Linked DNA regions of Sus scrofa: regions 1 and 3 are each linked to region 2. A link is a contact called in public Hi-C and HiChIP or PLAC-seq data. All regions are on one chromosome and are shown on one strand. The core of a region is the stretch at or near the end of the contact, and the rest is flanking DNA. Distances in the headings are between cores, read along the strand shown.

What was found. Hi-C and Micro-C count contacts between places; a contact is called where the count stands out from the background. HiChIP or PLAC-seq counts read pairs in DNA pulled down with a chosen protein or histone mark.
Region 1: a Hi-C map of skeletal muscle shows a contact between it and region 2, with 2.4 times the contacts expected there. The contact joins the promoter of RANGRF here to the promoter of RPL26 in region 2. A contact is called at or near these places in 10 of 47 Hi-C or Micro-C datasets (adipocytes, alveolar macrophages, blood and 6 more) and 2 of 2 datasets of contacts at active chromatin or transcription factors (alveolar macrophages and skeletal muscle).
Region 3: an H3K27ac HiChIP or PLAC-seq map of alveolar macrophages shows a contact between it and region 2. The contact joins the enhancer-like site here to the promoter of RPL26 in region 2. A contact is called at or near these places in 9 of 47 Hi-C or Micro-C datasets (embryonic fibroblasts, epiblast stem cells, fetal skeletal muscle and 3 more) and 2 of 2 datasets of contacts at active chromatin or transcription factors (alveolar macrophages and skeletal muscle).

Annotation. Positions count from the first base shown.
Region 1 is chr12:53,483,891-53,486,823 of Sscrofa11.1, forward strand. RANGRF (RAN guanine nucleotide release factor) reads left to right here and starts at 1,391. Exons shown (of 5, transcript NM_001243369.1): 1 at 1,391-1,583; 2 at 1,673-1,789; 3 at 1,998-2,154; 4 at 2,244-2,329; 5 at 2,566-2,783. The coding sequence starts at 1,507. The coding sequence ends at 2,677. SLC25A35 (solute carrier family 25 member 35) reads right to left here. Exons shown (of 6, transcript NM_001243357.1): 6 at 2,797-2,933.
Region 2 is chr12:53,552,030-53,554,976 of Sscrofa11.1, forward strand. RPL26 (ribosomal protein L26) reads right to left here and starts at 1,424. Exons shown (of 4, transcript NM_001243458.1): 1 at 1,390-1,424; 2 at 508-680. The coding sequence starts at 675. It also overlaps a transcript of NDEL1 not described here.
Region 3 is chr12:53,678,265-53,681,207 of Sscrofa11.1, forward strand. MYH10 (myosin-10) reads right to left here. Exons shown (of 44, transcript XM_021067863.1): 18 at 961-1,154; 19 at 744-865. Among named protein-coding and RNA genes, the nearest start is that of NDEL1, 78 kb to the left of the region's middle. Within about 2 kb of position 1,452, at least 6 of the 83 cell types and tissues checked have an H3K27ac peak or open chromatin away from gene starts, as enhancers often do. A contact at or near this core is called in alveolar macrophages, where this site is marked.

The sequences.
Region 1 (2,933 bases), core at 141-2,640, 68 kb before region 2:
AATATGTGCTCTTTGGCCCCAGTGTCACAAAACTGTTAGGGTCCAGAGATATGACTGGCACTTGGAACCCTATGCATGGATGGCCTCAGGATGAGCATTCTCTTGCTCATTTTTGGGTGGGAAATAGATGACATCCAGAATTTCTGAGGGCCTGTGTGGTCCCCTGGATTCCGAAATTCACCCTACTGAGATAGAAAAAAAAAAAAAAAAAAAAGGAGTTCCCATAGCGGCTCAGCAGTAATGAGCTTGACTAATGTCCATGAGGAAGCAGGTTCCATCCCTGACCTCACTCAGTGAGTTAAGGATCCAGCGTTGCCAGTGAGCTGTGGTGTAGGTAGCACATGCGGCTCGGATCCCCTGTGGCTGTGGCTATGGTGTAGGATGGCAGCTACAGTTCTGATTCAATCCCTAGCCTGGGAACATCCATATGCCATAGGTGCGGCCCTAAAAAGACCCAAAACAAAAAAACAAAACAAAACAAAAAACCATCTAGATACTCATGTTGCAACAGAACAAAAGGTGGGGGAAAAAAATGTAATTGTAATGTATACATGTAAGGATAACATGATCCCCTTGCTGTACAGTGGGAAAATAAAAAAAATAAGAAAAAACCAAAACAAAAACCCAAGCAAACAAAATTGACCCTACTGGATTTATTCAACCATTCATAGACACAATAGGTCTGTTATGTTCTAACACTCTGCCAGGTGCTGGGGCGCAAAGGTGAATGGAGAAATTAGCTGGCAGGATACACTTGAGCCAAAATTTTAAGAACACTCTAAAAATCTATAAAAGAAAAAACAACAGAGTTTATTCTGGCTTTCACCCAGGTGTGCGAGGAGGGAGGGAAAGCCCCTCTCCCGGCCCCTCCAACCTCTCACCTCATTCTCAAATCGAAGATTTGTGGGGGATTAGATATATAATCTCCAAGTTGGGTTTTGATTTCAGGAAGGCGTGAGGCCTGAATCCTAACCCGGCCCACACACCTGGCCCCATTGTTCCTCTAATTCCCTGCATCCGGGAATTAGCGACCGGTTGGCAGCTGAGAGACCCTGTCACTGAGAGACCCTGAAACTATTCCTCCCTGACTCAGGAACCCCACCAAAACCTCTGTCCCTTGGACGGGCAACGGCCCCTAAAGGGGGTCTCAGACGCATTCTTAGAAAGTGCGACCTCTTTAAAAGTAGGAGACCGGCGGGCGCGGGCTAGTGACCAGGAGCGCGTCACAAATCCTAAACCGAGGTCTTAGCTCCTAGCTGACCCCGCGGCTCCGCCCCGCGCCCTCTTAAAAGCAAGCTTCCGCCGGCAGCTAGGCTGGGGCACCGCCCCCAAGGCGCGGACGCCGATTGGCCAGCGCGGTCGCGGGGCGGAGCCAAATCTTAAAGGATCGGGAGCTAAGAAAGACCGGAGGTGGCCGTGGCTGCAGCGAAACACAGGGAGGTGATGCTACATGGCCCCTTGTGGGTTTCTTTTAAGTCGCTAATGTCCATACCATAGTCTTCGCCCATGGAGCCCATGAGAGACTACCCACTGTTCGGGGGCGCCTTCTCCGCCACTCTCCCGCCCGGGGCCATTGATGTGAGGTGAGAAGGCCTGGGCGCCAATGGAGGTTGACCAGGTGGGTTACAGGACGAAGCCGGGGTCAACCAGGGTGTGCCTCGCCTCTCTCCAGCGACCTCCGACCGGTTCCGGACAATCAAGAAGTTTTCTGCCATCGCGAGACAGACCAGAGCCTGATCGTGGAACTTCTGGAGCTGCAGGCCCATGTGCAGGGCGAAGAGGCTGCGCGGTGAGGGAGGCAGGCCCGCCGCTGGCCAATGGGAGGGCCGGAACCGAATAAATGGGCGGGGTCTGTGGCTGGACAGTTAATCTGGTTAATGGGAACTCCAAGGGCAACACCTTATCACCGGAGGTGAGCCAAGTTTAGGACTTAAAAAGAGATGCTTGTAAGGGGCGGGGAGAGTTGCCCCTCCCTGACCTTGCTCACCCCACTCCAGGTACCACTTTGAGGACGTTGGTGGCGTGCAGGAGGCTAGGGCTGTGCAAGTGGAGGCTGTGCAGCCCCTCCTTTTGGAGAACTTGGCCCTGAGGGGCTGCTGTCAAGAGGCGTGGATCCTCTCTGGCAAGCAGCAGGTGGCTAAAGAAAACCAGCAGGTGAGGGCCAAGGGAGTATGGGACATCCTGGAGGGGTAAAAAGGGTGGTCCTAGGGAATCAGGTAAGCATCCTGTCTATGATCCTTTAGGTAGCAAAGTGTGTGACACTGCACCAGGCCTTGCTGCGGCTGCCCCAGTACCAGACTGATCTCCTGCTCACCTTCAATCAGCCCCCGTAAGGAGGATAGAAAAGGCGCATGGCTCATGACTGGGTCCCCATGAGAACTGGCTGGAAGGGGCAGAGTAGGGAGACTGGCTGGTGGGGTACTCCGAGGAAGTGGGAGTGGGCCAGGGGTTTGGGGTCACAGATACCCAGGTCCTCTGGGGAACAGGAAATGGGAACTTACAAACCCAAGACCTAGATGATGTTTTCTTTCTATCTATTCCCCACCCCCCAAACCCTGAGAATAGGTCATCTCTTGGCCCTGAAAATCTGTCACTTCCGCCCTGGAGCCTGGGTGATTTTGAGCAGCTGGTGACCAGTCTGACTCTTCACGATCCCAACATCTTTGGTTCCCAATAAGGATGCTGAAACGCTGCATGCTGCTGTGGAAGACTTAGGGCTTTTGTTCTGCAAGAGGACAAGGGATGGGACATAGTCCCCTAATTCCTTCCCAGTGCATAAACATAAGACACCTCCTCTCTGTAGAAATAAACTTGCTTTATAACCAATATAATCTCTGTGCCTTTGAATCTAACAGAACACCTTGGTCCCTCCCCCGCAGTTCCCTTTGGTCTCAGAGAGTGGAGTTTAAAATTGTGCATGGGATCAGAAGGGA
Region 2 (2,947 bases), core at 174-2,673:
TAGGGCTGCACCTTTGGCATATGGAAGTTCCCAGGCTAGGGGTCCAATCCGAGCTACAGCTGCTGGCCTACACCACAGCTTACAGCAACGCCGGCAACCCACTGAGTGAGGCCAGGGATCAAGCCCCCATCCTCATGGATGCTAGTCAGATTCGTTAACCCTGCTGTCTGGATTTTGACTCAGACACACAATTGTTTACTAGTCCTCAAATGCCTCCTCAACAACCAAACATACCCAGAAAAAAATACTCCCCAATCTAATGTTATGGTTCCAAGCCATCTTTCTTTTGTTTAACTATGACTGCATCTGATACTTGGGGCAACTGATTTTCACCAAAGTAAAGGTGAAGAAAGCAGCACACTTTTTATACTTTAGTCCCTGGCTCAACATCTTTCTACTCCGTGTTCTGGGAGCCAGTGTCTCAGATGTGTCCCTTGCAGAACGCAGTCCACCGTCTATGCCAAATGTGTGGGACATCCGCTATGATGATAAGAACACAGCACATACCTGAACTTCATCGTCCTTTCGGATGGGCATGGATCGAACATTGTACTTCTGTCTCAGCTCTTTGGAAAGAGGGGAAGACATAATCTTCCTGCGAATGTGGGAAGGTGCATTGAAATGCCTTTTACGGTTCTTGCTTCGGTCGGAGGTCACAAAAGGATTGAACTTCATTTTGGCTAAATAAAAAATTAAATGTAAACCCTTACACGGCCAAAACCTCACTCAGTTTATAAACAAGTAACTGCAACAGTTTCATCTCGAACGTTTACAACGCTCACAGAAATTGTCATAAATCCTTTAACTCCACCAAAACAGAACTTTCCACTATCAACACTTGTTTTAAACTTCTTGTGTAAGGAAGCTAAGATAGGACTTACATCTACTGAATTAGGGCAAAGCAGATTGACAACTCAATTTAAATAGAATCACGTTTTAGAAAGACCAATCAACGTTAGCCTACGGAGTGTGAGCACATTTGAACCCCTCCACAATGAATGAAACCAGGCTCCTCATCCCGAACCTGGAAAACGCACAGAACTCGAGTCCAAAAAGGCGTCTGACGGGCGAACGCGATCTGAAAGTTCTGCACATTTACCAAGAAACTATATGGAGATCATTACTTCGGAAACCACACTGCACAGGCTAGATTCCATCGCAACAGGCTCCCTCCCCTTTAGCGCTGGTTTCCAAGTCCCAAAGTCTCTCTCCTCCTCCCCCAGCCCGGAGGCCCTTTGGATAGGGGAAAAACAGGCCGAGACCATCCTGGCCCCCCTCTCTGGCTGCTACTCGACCTCCAGAACATGATCTAGGTCCCCGGGATCGAGAGCCACCGTGCTCGTGAACGGATGGCTGCAGATTATATGCACTGTCCGGGGAAATTCTCACCCGCTGGCGCTTCAGCGATGGCCGCAAAAGGGAAGAGAACCACAGTCGTCTTCCGGTTGTGTAAGTTTCCGAGAGATCTCGCGAGACAGATGTTTCTTGGAGCGAGAGAGGCACGGCGTTGACGGCGGAGAGGAAACTGGGAACGAAACTGATGACTACCGACCTCTTGTGTCTCGGAGGGGAACTGTGAGGGACTGCAAAACACTTCTCCAGGTCCTGGTTCCTCCCTTGGGAGCTGTGGGTTCCACAGGTGAGTTCTCTGGGAACAGTGGTACCTGGGCGAGTGGCGGGGGCTGCTCAGGCTCTGACTCTTGCTGCGGGTGTTGAGGGAACGAGCGGCTCCAGGGACCCCTGCCCCTTCACTCCCTAGCGCCCGGCGACTGGTATCCCATTAGCCGGGAAAGAGCAGGTCCTATATTTGAAAGCAAGGTGGCGCTGGGATTCCGGCAGGCCGGGCACCTCGATTACCTGGACAATCCCGCCCAAGCCACGGGCGTGGGTCTGTTTGGTGTGTCTGTCCGGTAGCCAGCTCCAGCCCCACGGCCGCTGCCGCCCCCAGGCCGCGGCGTGTGCCGACTGCTCCGTGGGGTCCGCCCGAGGTTCGGCTCCCGCCGGCAAGAGGCCTTCCAAGGACTGGGGCCCGGGTCCTCCTCCCACCCCGCCCAAGTAGGTCCGCGTTTTTAACGAGCTCCCAGGGGACACCGAGGGTGCTGGTCCAAGATCGCGCTTTGAAGGAGCGCGGCGTGGGGAAGCCTTTCCCGCCGAGAGCTGTGCCCTTTTCCGAATTGCACTGCCTGCTCTCATTCGGTTCAGGATCTGATGGAAGCAAGGCAAGGGGGCGCGCTCCCCTTGCAAAAGGACTGCACTGCGGGGTGAGCGCCGGCCGCGCCCCTGCTGAGGGATCGGTTTCTGCTGAGTGAGTAAGGCGGCTGTCATGCTGGGGGAAGACACGCGTTGCGTGGTACAACGAGCAGTGAGCTTTCCGAGTGTTGGGGACACTCTTCCACTCCCTGCAATTTTCGCTCCTTTATTCCACCAGACAGCCTCGGGTCCTGGTATTGTCCCATTTTACAGATGGGACACTGGACCACAGAGAAGTGAGAGGAGCTTGTGCGAGGTTATAGGAACCCATATAAATCCTGTCATGAACAACAAGGTTATATATAAATCTTGCCTCTAACCAAGCCATGCAGGCTGGCTTCCCAGCCCCTTCTCGTAATTCTATGTACAGTCCCATTTGTAATACCCCATTGGGTCAAGTCAAAGAGTGGATTCAGTCAAGAACAAATGTTTTCATGATTTAAAAAGAGTTGTGTTCTTACACATGCTGTGAAGAAGTTCCCCGGGGTTTTATTTGTAATTCAGGAATCCAGGGGTTGCCAGTTGTGGTGCAGCGGAAATAAATCTGACTAGTATTCATGAGGATGCAGGTTTGATCCCTGGCCTTGTTCAGTGGGACAGGCATCCAGCGTTGCCGTGAGCTCTGGTGTAGGGTGTAGGGTGTAGGTCGCAGATGCACTTCACATCCTGCGTTGCTGTGGCTGCAGAGCAGGCCGGC
Region 3 (2,943 bases), core at 202-2,701, 130 kb after region 2:
ACCACTGAGCCATGTCAGGAACTCCGTCTTTTGTCCTTTTTAGGGCCACACCGCAGCTTACGGAGGTTCCCGGGCTAGGGGTTTAATCAGAGCTGTAGCTGCCAGTGACGCCACAGCCACAGCCACGCCGGATCCGAGCCGCGTCTGCGACCTACACCACAGCTCACGGCAATGCTGGATCCTCAACCCACTGAGTGAGGCCACGAACTGAACCGAACTGGCAACCTCATGGTTCCTAGTCGGATTCATTTCTGCTGCGTCACGACTGGAATCCCCCTAGTTTCTATTTCTTAAAAGCAGCAGCAAAACGAAAGCCGAGGTCAATTCTCCCAGGTCAGAGACTGCTGCGGCCCTGGTTCAATCCCTGGTGTGGGAACAGCGATCCCGCATCGAGCTGTTGCACGCAATTGTTGCCCCCCACCCCCGCCCCTGAATTATGTTGCAATCACAGGCGGAACTGCCGGAATGAATCAACTGTGAGTTCTCGGCGCTCTGCATTTCCTCACGGCTGCCTCAGGGCCCAGAGGCCGGGGGCAGCAGTCTTTGCTGCACCCACAGTGGTCGTGAGCACCCTGCCTGTGTGGAAAGCAGGCCCCCCTGTGCCTGACCAGCAATAAAGGGAATGATGCGATGGATCCCTTCCTGTCTGAAAAGAAGGCGGAAACTCCAGGAAACAAGGGAAAACCTCTCCTGTCCCCTCACCGCTTGATCCCTGCGGGACAAAGCTTAAAAGTGGGTGATACCTCTGTCTGAATTCCTGGAAAACGATCCGGTTGGGGAACCCCTGGCGACAGATTCTGATCCCCTCCAGGACACCATTGCAGCGAAGCTGATCCAGCACGAGGTGCGGATCCAGTTTGCCGGCCTAGTAAGCAGAGGACGGATTTTCAGCTTCAGCTTTGCCTCCCGACCGAGACCAGTCCTAAACCCGGGCCTGGCTTTGCCCGAACACCCACGCACCCGCTTCTCGTGATTGGGGATGATGCAGCGCACGAAGTTGGGGTTGGTGTTCCGGAGCGTGGCCATCAGCTTGGTGAGAGATTCTTTGTAGAGCTGCCCGACGGTCCGAAACATGCCCTTCTTGGTCTTATACGCGGAGCCGAATGCCGTCTCCGCCATCCCCGTGACTTGGTCCAGACCCACGATCCGGTCCACTGGGGGGGATAAAAGCGAGGTGGGAAAATGAGCCGCATCTAACTCGTTAGCGGGGGACGAGAAGACAGAGTGGTAAGTGCAGCAGCACAAGCTTTGTGGGACGGATGGTAGGAGATGCCATAGAGGTCAGGCAGTCAGCTTATTTAGACACTGCACAAGCCGGGGAGCTCACAGCCACACACTTGGAGGGTGGGAACCGGGGTGCTCTGACAAGTTCACACCACACACCAGCAGATGCCGCCCGCTGCGCTACCCGCGGGAACTCACTGTCTTTGATGACACTGGCCTGTTGCATACACAATGATTTGGGAAATGAGAGCTCGTTGGCTGGCACTACTGACACAAACCGACACTGCGACCCGTCTCAAAGGAGGAAATGGCTTCTAAAAACGGACCTAAAAAGCTATGACCGTAAAGGCAGATCCTCCGAGTGAATATGCTCAGTCATCAGGGACCAGGGGCAGCTCTGACGAGTCAGTAGATTTCCACGGAGAAAGGCCACCGGGGAGAGGTGAGGTCACAGCGGCTCGGGTGTTTGGGGCTAAGTCACCCTCAGCTGTCTCCCCAGAGCACAGGGGACACTTAGGGAAGGGGCAAGGACACAGCTTCAGCGGCCCCGAAAAGAATCGGCGCCTAAGCCGAGTCCAACCTCGCCTCTCGAACACTGCGCTCCGTTAACGCAGCCGACGCCCGCTGACGGCGCACGCGGCAGCGCACCAGCTGCGGCAGAACGTCTGGTCCCTGATATACTCTCATCTAAAAAAACGCCCGGTGAATGAATGAAACACTGAGTATTTTTTTAAAAATCAGAGTATCAACTGAACTATCCCTCTCAACACTCTCTTCAACCCTAGCGGTCCCCTCCGTTTTTCTCGTTTGTCCCCAAGGGAGAAAGCACATGGGACCTGGCACCGAATGAAGGGCTTTGTCAGCAAAGCCTCAGTCTTGATTCCAATCCTCGGTCTCCAGTGAGGTTTGTGGGAAGCGGAAACCATGACCAGGAGGCGAGGGAACTGGTCAGGTCGCGCAGGCCTCCAGTGGGGACTGCGGTGAGCGGGGACTGGCCGCCAGGCCCAGGCGTTTGTCCTGTCTACACCGTCTCCCGAGTGAAGCCGTCAGACTCGAGGGTTTAGGTCACGGCTTCTCCTCCTGCCTGTGCACAGAGCCAGCCCTCCGTCCCCTCAGACGCCACCGTGCTTTCCTGTGTCTTCAGCTGTCCCCCTGCACTTGCTCCAGCAGCAAACAGCACAGACCCGCCCCTCCGGGCGCCTTGACAACGAACTTCCTGTAACCCTGCATCCGCCTGCTTCTCCATCTCCTTGGAGCCACGCTTCTTTCTAGAGTTGTCCCCATCTTGCACTTCTACGCCTTTCAGCCAATTTCCCATCATGCGGCCCCCTCAGCTCCCTGTGTGACCCAACTCAGGCAGGGACAGGTCTGGTGCCTGGTGAACCTGAGCCTGGCCTTCACCTGCTGACCAGCACAGCCGCGTCCATCAGCTCCCCACCCCGCTTCTCCTGGGGACCACGAACACCTGCCGCCCCAACTCCCGCCCTCTCCTTGGTGACTTCTCGCCTGCCCATCACACGACGAGGTCTGAACTCCGCTCTCCTGAGATCCTCCCTGGAAGGAGGCAGCGCTGGCGTGCAGGCACACTCCTCCTGCCCTTCGGCCGTCTCGGCCCAGCCTCACCCTGGGTGAGCTCATCCAGGACGCCACTCCCATGCCTGACTCCGGCACCAGGCACCAGAGCCCCGATCTGCTCTCTACCAGAAGCACGAAGCTGCC